Linked DNA regions of Gossypium hirsutum: region 1 is linked to region 2. The links are chromatin contacts, called in public Hi-C maps. All regions are on one chromosome and are shown on one strand. The core of a region is the stretch at or near the end of the contact, and the rest is flanking DNA. Distances in the headings are between cores, read along the strand shown. Region 1 holds the start of LOC107891273 (cationic amino acid transporter 2, vacuolar). Region 2 overlaps LOC107891187 (probable polyribonucleotide nucleotidyltransferase 1, chloroplastic).

The links. A called contact is a pair of places that touch in the nucleus more often than the background predicts.
Region 1: a contact with region 2 is called in a Hi-C map of leaf, with 2.8 times the contacts expected there. The contact joins the promoter of LOC107891273 here to the enhancer-like site in region 2. A contact is called at or near these places in 2 of 34 Hi-C or Micro-C datasets (both in leaf).

Annotation. Positions count from the first base shown.
Region 1 is chrA11:92,961,174-92,965,246 of Gossypium_hirsutum_v2.1, reverse strand. It overlaps LOC107891273 (cationic amino acid transporter 2, vacuolar), which reads left to right and starts at 2,572. Exons shown (of 14, transcript XM_016816011.2): 1 at 2,572-3,016; 2 at 3,622-3,823; 3 at 3,958-4,042. The coding sequence starts at 2,857.
Region 2 is chrA11:92,470,303-92,473,982 of Gossypium_hirsutum_v2.1, reverse strand. It overlaps LOC107891187 (probable polyribonucleotide nucleotidyltransferase 1, chloroplastic), which reads right to left. Exons shown (of 25, transcript XR_001682143.2): 23 at 3,653-3,680; 24 at 2,335-2,812; 25 at 1,651-1,923. Among protein-coding and RNA genes, the nearest start is that of LOC121210171, 13 kb to the left of the region's middle. Within about 2 kb of position 1,457, at least 4 of the 9 cell types and tissues checked have an H3K27ac peak or open chromatin away from gene starts, as enhancers often do. A contact at or near this core is called in leaf, where this site is marked.

The DNA.
Region 1 (4,073 bases), core at 1,323-3,822, 490 kb before region 2:
ATAAAATAAAGAGAGATGGAGAGAATAAAGAACAAAGGAAATATGAAAGCAATAGAGAATGTACTTTATCAATTAATTGGGATGATTACAATGCTTCATCAGAATCTCTATTTATAGGCATAAGAAGTATAATAGAAGTAGATATCTAATTCTAATAACTATTATAATTTAAAGTACATTAAAACTTTATCTTGATCATGATGGACATCCACTTAAATAAGATATTCATAACAGTGTATTATTTTAAAATCTATAAATAAACTAACAGGGGAGCTTTGTTATTCATATCATTTAGAAATAAATAGTTTCTAAATAGTTTTTTAGTTTTCTCCCATTGAGAGAAAAAAAATTTATTTTTTTAACTTTTTAGCTAAGCCGTATAATTATTAATAATTTTTTTTCTTATTTTTATTTTTTTAGATTGTTATGGATTTTTTGACAAATTTTTTTAAACTTTTGCTCTTATTTTTAACTTTATATATTTCTTAAACAGAAAATATATATTTTTATTTTCTAGAAATTTTATATAACTTTCTATATGTTTTTTTTATGAGTTTTTAGAAATTTTGAGAATTTTCTGAATTTGGTTGATGATTTTTTTATATTTTTTTGTTTGATAATTTTTTATGTTTTTTTATTTTCTCTCTTTGTTTTATGTTTTTTTAAAAGTAAATATTTTTAAAATTTGAGATTTTTATATAATTCTATATTTTTTCGAATTTTTAAAAAATTTGAGAAACTTTCTAATTTTTCATTTTTAAAAAAATTATTTTCGAAAAATAATGTTTAAGTGATGTGATGCACTCTCAGCTGCCACATTTTTCTTTTTTAAATGCGGTTAATGACTGAAGCAAATTGATAACAGATTGAAAATTTAGAAAAAAAAAATTACGATTTTTCTCCTAGCATGGATGCTTACTAAAAATTATAAAACATAAAAATTTTAAAATATAATATTATAATATCAAAATAAAAAATTTAAACCCTAAAAATTTTTAAAAAATTTTAAAAATTTAATCTCCATGGATTTTGATTTTTCTTTGTCTATCTTTCTTTTTTAAACATTCTAAAATTATATATAAACTTTTATTACATTTAAATCTATTATTTTTCTATGCTTTTAATTGGCTACTAAAACTTATGAAGCATACAATTTATATAAAAATAATATTATACTTGTCAAAATTAAAAAAAAAATTAAGCCTTACAAATTAATACAACACATTTTCTCCTTGACTCTGTCTATGTATCTTGATTTCTTTTTCTTAATTGGTAGGCTCATTCTCTAGATAATTTATATAAGAAAAATGAAATTATGCTCTAAAAAGTTTTAATTTTTTAAAGAATATATAGGTATTTTTAAATTAAAAGATGTATAGTTTTCTAAAATGTTATTTTTAAAAAATTAATAAAATTGTATCCATTTTATAATAATTCTATTTAATTTCTTTTATTCAGTTAGGCCATTGATATGAACTTACAAAATATTAGATTTAATAACGCGAATTCATAGTAAATGCATGTGATAAATTCTATTTAATATATATATATATATATATAATGGTGCAGCCAGAAAATTATTTTTGGGAGGATGAAATTATATTTTATCTTTTTATGATAATAAAAATGTAATTTTACAATTTTAACAGTTTATATCTTTATAATTTTTAAAAGATTAAATTAAAATTTTATTATTTTTGAGGGGGCCAAAATGTAATTTTATCATTATTAATTTAAAATTTTTCATTTAAAATTTTATAAATTATAAAAAATTAAAATAAAAAATTTTCTATTTTAGGAGAGTTGGAGCTCTGTCAGCCCCTAGCTCTGCCACTATATATATATATATATATTTAAAGTTTAAAATAAAATAAAGGATAAAATCTTTCCTTTAAAAAAAGATAATACCTTACGAATTTGAAAATTTCTTGTCAAAATTATATAGAGAAGATAATTATCTAATCTAATTTAATCTAATATTTATTTTTATTTAAGCACATATCTGTTTTTTGGAGGTAATGCTAGAATTATTTAGAACCCCTCGTTAAACTATAAATATTTTTGTATTTTTATTACACTTATATTACCTTAAAATAAAAGAAATTATTGTTATTTAATTAAATGTATAACAATTTATTTGGTCTCCAACTTTACAAAAAAATTATTTTATCTCTCTATTTAAAATTTGAACTCTTTTAGCTTATTTGTTAACTTTGTTAATATGACATATACGAGGATTATCACAGTAATAATGAATTAAATTTTCTATATATAAAAATAAAAAAATTATTAAAAATTTAAAAAATATTAAAATATTATTAAAGAATTATAAAAAAATATTTTTAAAGGTTTAAAAATTAATTAGTTGCTACATGTAAACTTCCACATACATGCCACATAGTAACATGATAGAAATAAATAAATAACGTGGTATAGTAGTATTTTATTATCCAAATCATTCTCGGGTAGCCCGATTGTTGTTGGTTCCTAATTAACGGGCAACGGGCAACGGGCAACGGGCAACGGGCAACGGGCTGTTTCATTACTCTTTAGAAACTTAAGTTTCATCATTTCTCAGAAGCACCACCAAGTAACAGCTTAAAAAGAGGGAAAAAAGTTCTCTCTTCTAAAGCCGGCCTCTCTTGTTTCCCTTTCATCAACAATAAATAAGAAAATTCAAAGGTTGCTTTGAACCAAATTTATATATTGAAAGGGTTCAGGGGGCTGATATTAATGTTAATAGTTCTTTTTTTTTTCTAGCTTTCTAGTAATTTATTGTTCATAAATTTTTTTTTCAAAAGCCAGGCTTGTGAAATATTAGTAATTAAAAAGTTTATATTTGGGTGGAAATTCGTCATGGGTGTTTTGGTTGATTCCCAAAAGGAAGGGTTTGGATCTTCATGGGGTGGTTTAAAGAGTTTGGTAAGAAGAAAACAAGTAGATTCCGCTCATTCCAAGCGTTCTGGTCATCATCAGTTGGCTAAAGAGTTGACAGTTCCACATCTCATAGCAATTGGTATTATTTCATGTTTTATCTTTTGCGGTAGTCTTTTGCCCTGGGGGGGAAAGGGGGAGGGAGAATTCAATATTGTTTTTAGTGGTTGGTGGGGGATCTGATCCTGAACTTTTTTTATGTGGTGTGTGTGTGTGTGTGTTTTATTTTTATTTTCGGCTGTGTTGCTTAGCTGTTATTTGGGGAAAATTATGATGACCTTTTTTGTATTTTTGTTGTTCTTTTTTAAACTTCATAGCAGTCTGAACATTCGATTATCTGTTCTATTTTTAGTTATTTTCGTTTTGGGAGAAATTTTGATGCGGATTTTATGTTTTTAGTTGTTTTATATTAAATTTTCCGGGTTCTATTTTTATTTTTGTATGATGGGTTCGGATCGATATTCACAGTTTTGTTGTTAATTACCATTTTTTAGGAACTTATTTCCTCATATTGATTTGGGACTATTCTTGTTTTCGAGTTATGTTTGGTTTGATTTTATTTCTTCTAGCTGGGAGGGTTGCCTTGTTTTAGTTCTTTTTACTTTTAAGATTATGTTGTTTTTCCCGGCTTTTATTTTTATATATACAATAGATAGCTTATTGTGAATTTTGGTGCTTTGTGATTAGGTGTGGGATCAACAATTGGAGCTGGAGTTTATATTCTTGTTGGAACAGTTGCGAGAGAGCATTCAGGGCCAGCTCTTGCCATTTCCTTTCTAATAGCTGGAATTGCTGCTGCACTCTCTGCTTTTTGCTATGCCGAGCTTGCTAGTCGTTGCCCGTCTGCTGGCAGTGCCTATCATTATTCATACATTTGTGTTGGTGAAGGGTAAATTGCAATTTGAAAAGTTGATATATGTTCCTTTGTTAGAAGGGGAAAAACAGTGGCTTTATTGGTACAATCTTGTTTCTCATGGATTTATCAGTTTCCAGCCTCTGATACAAGCAAATGTCATTTTGCAGTGTTGCCTGGTTGATTGGTTGGGCTCTGATACTGGAGTATACAATTGGTGGTGCAGCTGTTGCTCGTGGCATTTCACCTAATCTGGTTTGTGAATTTACTTGGTAGAACTTTTTTG
Region 2 (3,680 bases), core at 208-2,707:
TAAACAAATATTTGAGACTGAATAATAGAAGAGGCCATCCATCAATTATCCGTAATTGTGAAAGTTAGCATGGGTTAAATCTATGTTTGAAATGAAGTTCTGAATGTGTCGAATTGCAAAGGATACTGATAAGAAACTATGAATAAAAAGAGTTGATAGAAATTCTTGGAAAGTTCAAAGTTATTGTCAAAATGATGAAAGTGGATACAAGACAAGATATGGCAAGTCATGGAGAATAAATATGTCTGAGTTGGATAATGTTCTCTTTAATAGAACTATGTCCTTGAGAAAAAGAAAAGATCGCATTGTTGAGCTATATGCTATTTTATAAAAGTACCAGTTAAGGTAAATGAAAATTTTCTCACTAAATTTCTGTGAACTTATTAATGTCTTATGCTCTTGTTTCAAGCTTAAAGGATTAAGTTTGCGCCAAGAGGGATGACGCCAAGACTACGCCAAAAAGAATGGCATATCAGGTTATTATGCATACAATACAAGTTTGGTGGCATAGATAATCGTAATAAGTTAAGATATTAGATTGGAAACCTTTGTAATTAAACTATCTTATTTAGCATTGTGTAATTACTTGAGCTTTTTGTATGTTGGTTTAAATTCGTGATAGGTAAAGTTGTAAATAATTGGAAGTTGTACTAGCAGCTCAAATTCTTGTATGTAATTATATGGTAACCCCCGAGATTTGGATCTGACTATTCAAATCGAATTGAGGGTATTACATAAAATAGAGAGGAGGAAAAAAAATAGAAGAGCTGTAATATCAATAATTTGTAATATTCGATTTTTATCATTGCTATTCTATTACATTTAACGAATCAAGTATCACCTAAGATTAAGTCCATATCAGTGATGAAAAATCTGAACGGGATAAGCCTACAAAGCAAATTTAACCAAAAATCCAAAATCTATCCAATCCATGTACATGCCATATGAAAAAAGAAAAGAGAAATCAAAATCATAATAAATTGATTGTAAATATTGAAAAAGAGCTAACTTATTGTTTTTCATTAAAAAAAAACTTTTAATGCCGAGCGTAGATTTTGTTTTCGGGGCCAAGTTTAATGCGAAACCATCCCGTCTTTAAATATTTACAAAAATCTATCTTTATATATTTTTTTATATTAAGTGAAAAAATTCCTTATGCTTTATCACTCCCAACATCATTTTATGACCTTTATTTTACTAGTTTCTTTCCTCCTTTCATTTTAATTTATTTTTCCAAACCTCCCTCTCCTTTTCGTTTCTTATTTTTTCCTTCTATGATGTAATATATATTCACTCAGTCACCCCAAGCATAATTTTTTTAAAAATAATTTTGAATTTAATTAATCACATTTTCCAATAAAAAAAGTTTGAACTCAAGATTAGATCAGGGTCAGGTATGCAATTAATTTTCAAGCTCAGGACAGATTAATTCTTTTTAAGCTCAGGGACAGGTCAAGGTCAAGGCATGACGGTAGAGTATCTGGTCAGAATAGGCAGCCAAAAGTCCGCCCCACCCCGCCCTGTTACCATCACTAATTTTTATCAACTATTTACTACATATAATATTTAAATTATTTTTAAAAATATTTGAATTCTTGTTTAAATAAGTAGACCGATCCAACCAATTTGCCTAGTCCTTTTTTCTTCACCTTTCTTCAAATGCATAAATATGTATTTGCCAAACCCAAGATCCAATACAAAACAATGGTCCAAACAGAAAATAGAAAACAAGGGGGCTAGCAGAGCATAAAATCAGTAACTTTGCAACCATCAAAATGTTATTTCTTTTCTCTGAAACAGAACTTGAGATCCAGCTTGTGGCAGCCTTACCTGCCTTAACCATCTTACATAAAAATATGAGACGAAGACTAGCTTCTGAATCACATTTCACAAGTGTAGGTCTCCAGTTATGATGAAATGTACCTGTACAAGAATCTAATATTTAGCCAATTCACTAGTAACAATAGATTTCAGACTATCGGTATGAGCATCCAGTACCCATTTCATCCAATGAGTATATTGCTGCTCAGGTTCTAGTGCTATTTCATTTGTTTGAGACAACCCAGGCATTTTCCCCCTTTTCTTACCAGTCATAATTAATGTCGCATGCTTAATTGGTAAGTTACCTCATGATAAGCAATTCAAGAACTTATCTGATTAGTAATTTATAACTCCACATTGAACCCAACAACAAGAACGCAAGTTCTCATAATGGAATCACAAGCAATTAATAAGACTAGAAAGACGTTGATGTAGTCTGCTTTTTGTAACAGCATATCTGCTTTAAATGGTGTTTAAAAGGACCAGTGAACAAAAGAAAGTAGGTTGCCTTACCTCTGTTTCTTCTATGTGAGGAAGCTATTCTGTCACCTTTCGTACAATGGTCATTGGATATGGAAATTCTTGTCAGCATATTATAAGCACAATAAAACTCCCATTCAGTTATTGACTACTCCCCATCATTGCTGGAGACACCAGTGACAGCTTTACTGCCACTCTTCTTTACCCTCTTAAAAACCTTCTTCCGTGGAAGTAGAGTGGTCTCCGCAGAATTACTTTTGGATGAGGTTGCAACTTTGGTAGCACTACTTTTAACCTTGGCCCTATCAATCTTCTCTTCAGCTAAACCCTCTGCTTTGGGGACACTCACATATTTTTGAGGTGCACCTTCGTCAGATGCTTTACCAGAATCAGCAATAACAACCACATCTGGGTTGCCAGTAAGCTGCTTTGAACTGGGATCCTCTGGACTTGTTTCAGGAACAGGAAGAAGTGCACGGCGGCTAAGGCGAAGTTGTCCCTTATCATTAACCTGCATTAGGTGACACAGCTACAGCTAATGGAGAGAGATTTTTTGAAGTAAGGAAAAAAGGTGCAGATAAAGAAAACGACTAATAATTGATGCAATCTAGCTCTTTGATGGATTTACAAGACCAACAGTAAGGATAAAAATTTGGGAACCACTTTTACCATCTCACTGATTACATATTTAATATGCATAGTACTAGAATATAGCTCAAGCCTGTAGAATGGTTGAGTACTGCATGAACAAGCCACGGAATAACGGTAAAACATCCAGTTAAGTATATGGTTATCATCAACTTATTAAGTGGTAAGTAGCAAGCCAACATCGAATGCATAGAATAACAAGTTTTTTATACAATGAGAAGATTAGTTGTTAAGCATCCAACCTAAAACCAATTGATAATAGAAAAGGCCCAACTTTAAGATAAAACCAGAAGAAATCTAATAGTTAGTAGATGTGAGATAAAACCACTTAACACCTCAAGAGTAGCTCACAAGGCCTACACATGGACAACCTCACCGAGGGTCGTCAACCTCACATGGAGATAGGTAGGAAGAACAACATAATAAAACCTGGGCTGTGATACCATGTTCAGCATTGAATCTAAAATCAATTGGTAATAGGCTGAAAGACCTACTTTAATACAAGGCAACGGGAAACTAATACTTGATAGATGTGAGATAAGACCACTTAAACAATTAGTAATGTACTAGCATGATACAAGCAAAGATAGTAGGGATCCAACACTAAAATGCATGGATAAATCAATTTTAAGTGGACAACATTCACCATATCTAGTTTATGATTGAATAAGCTTGTCAACAAGACAAAAAATAAGTTGCTTACCTCGGTAAGTTTAACATCAACACGTTCA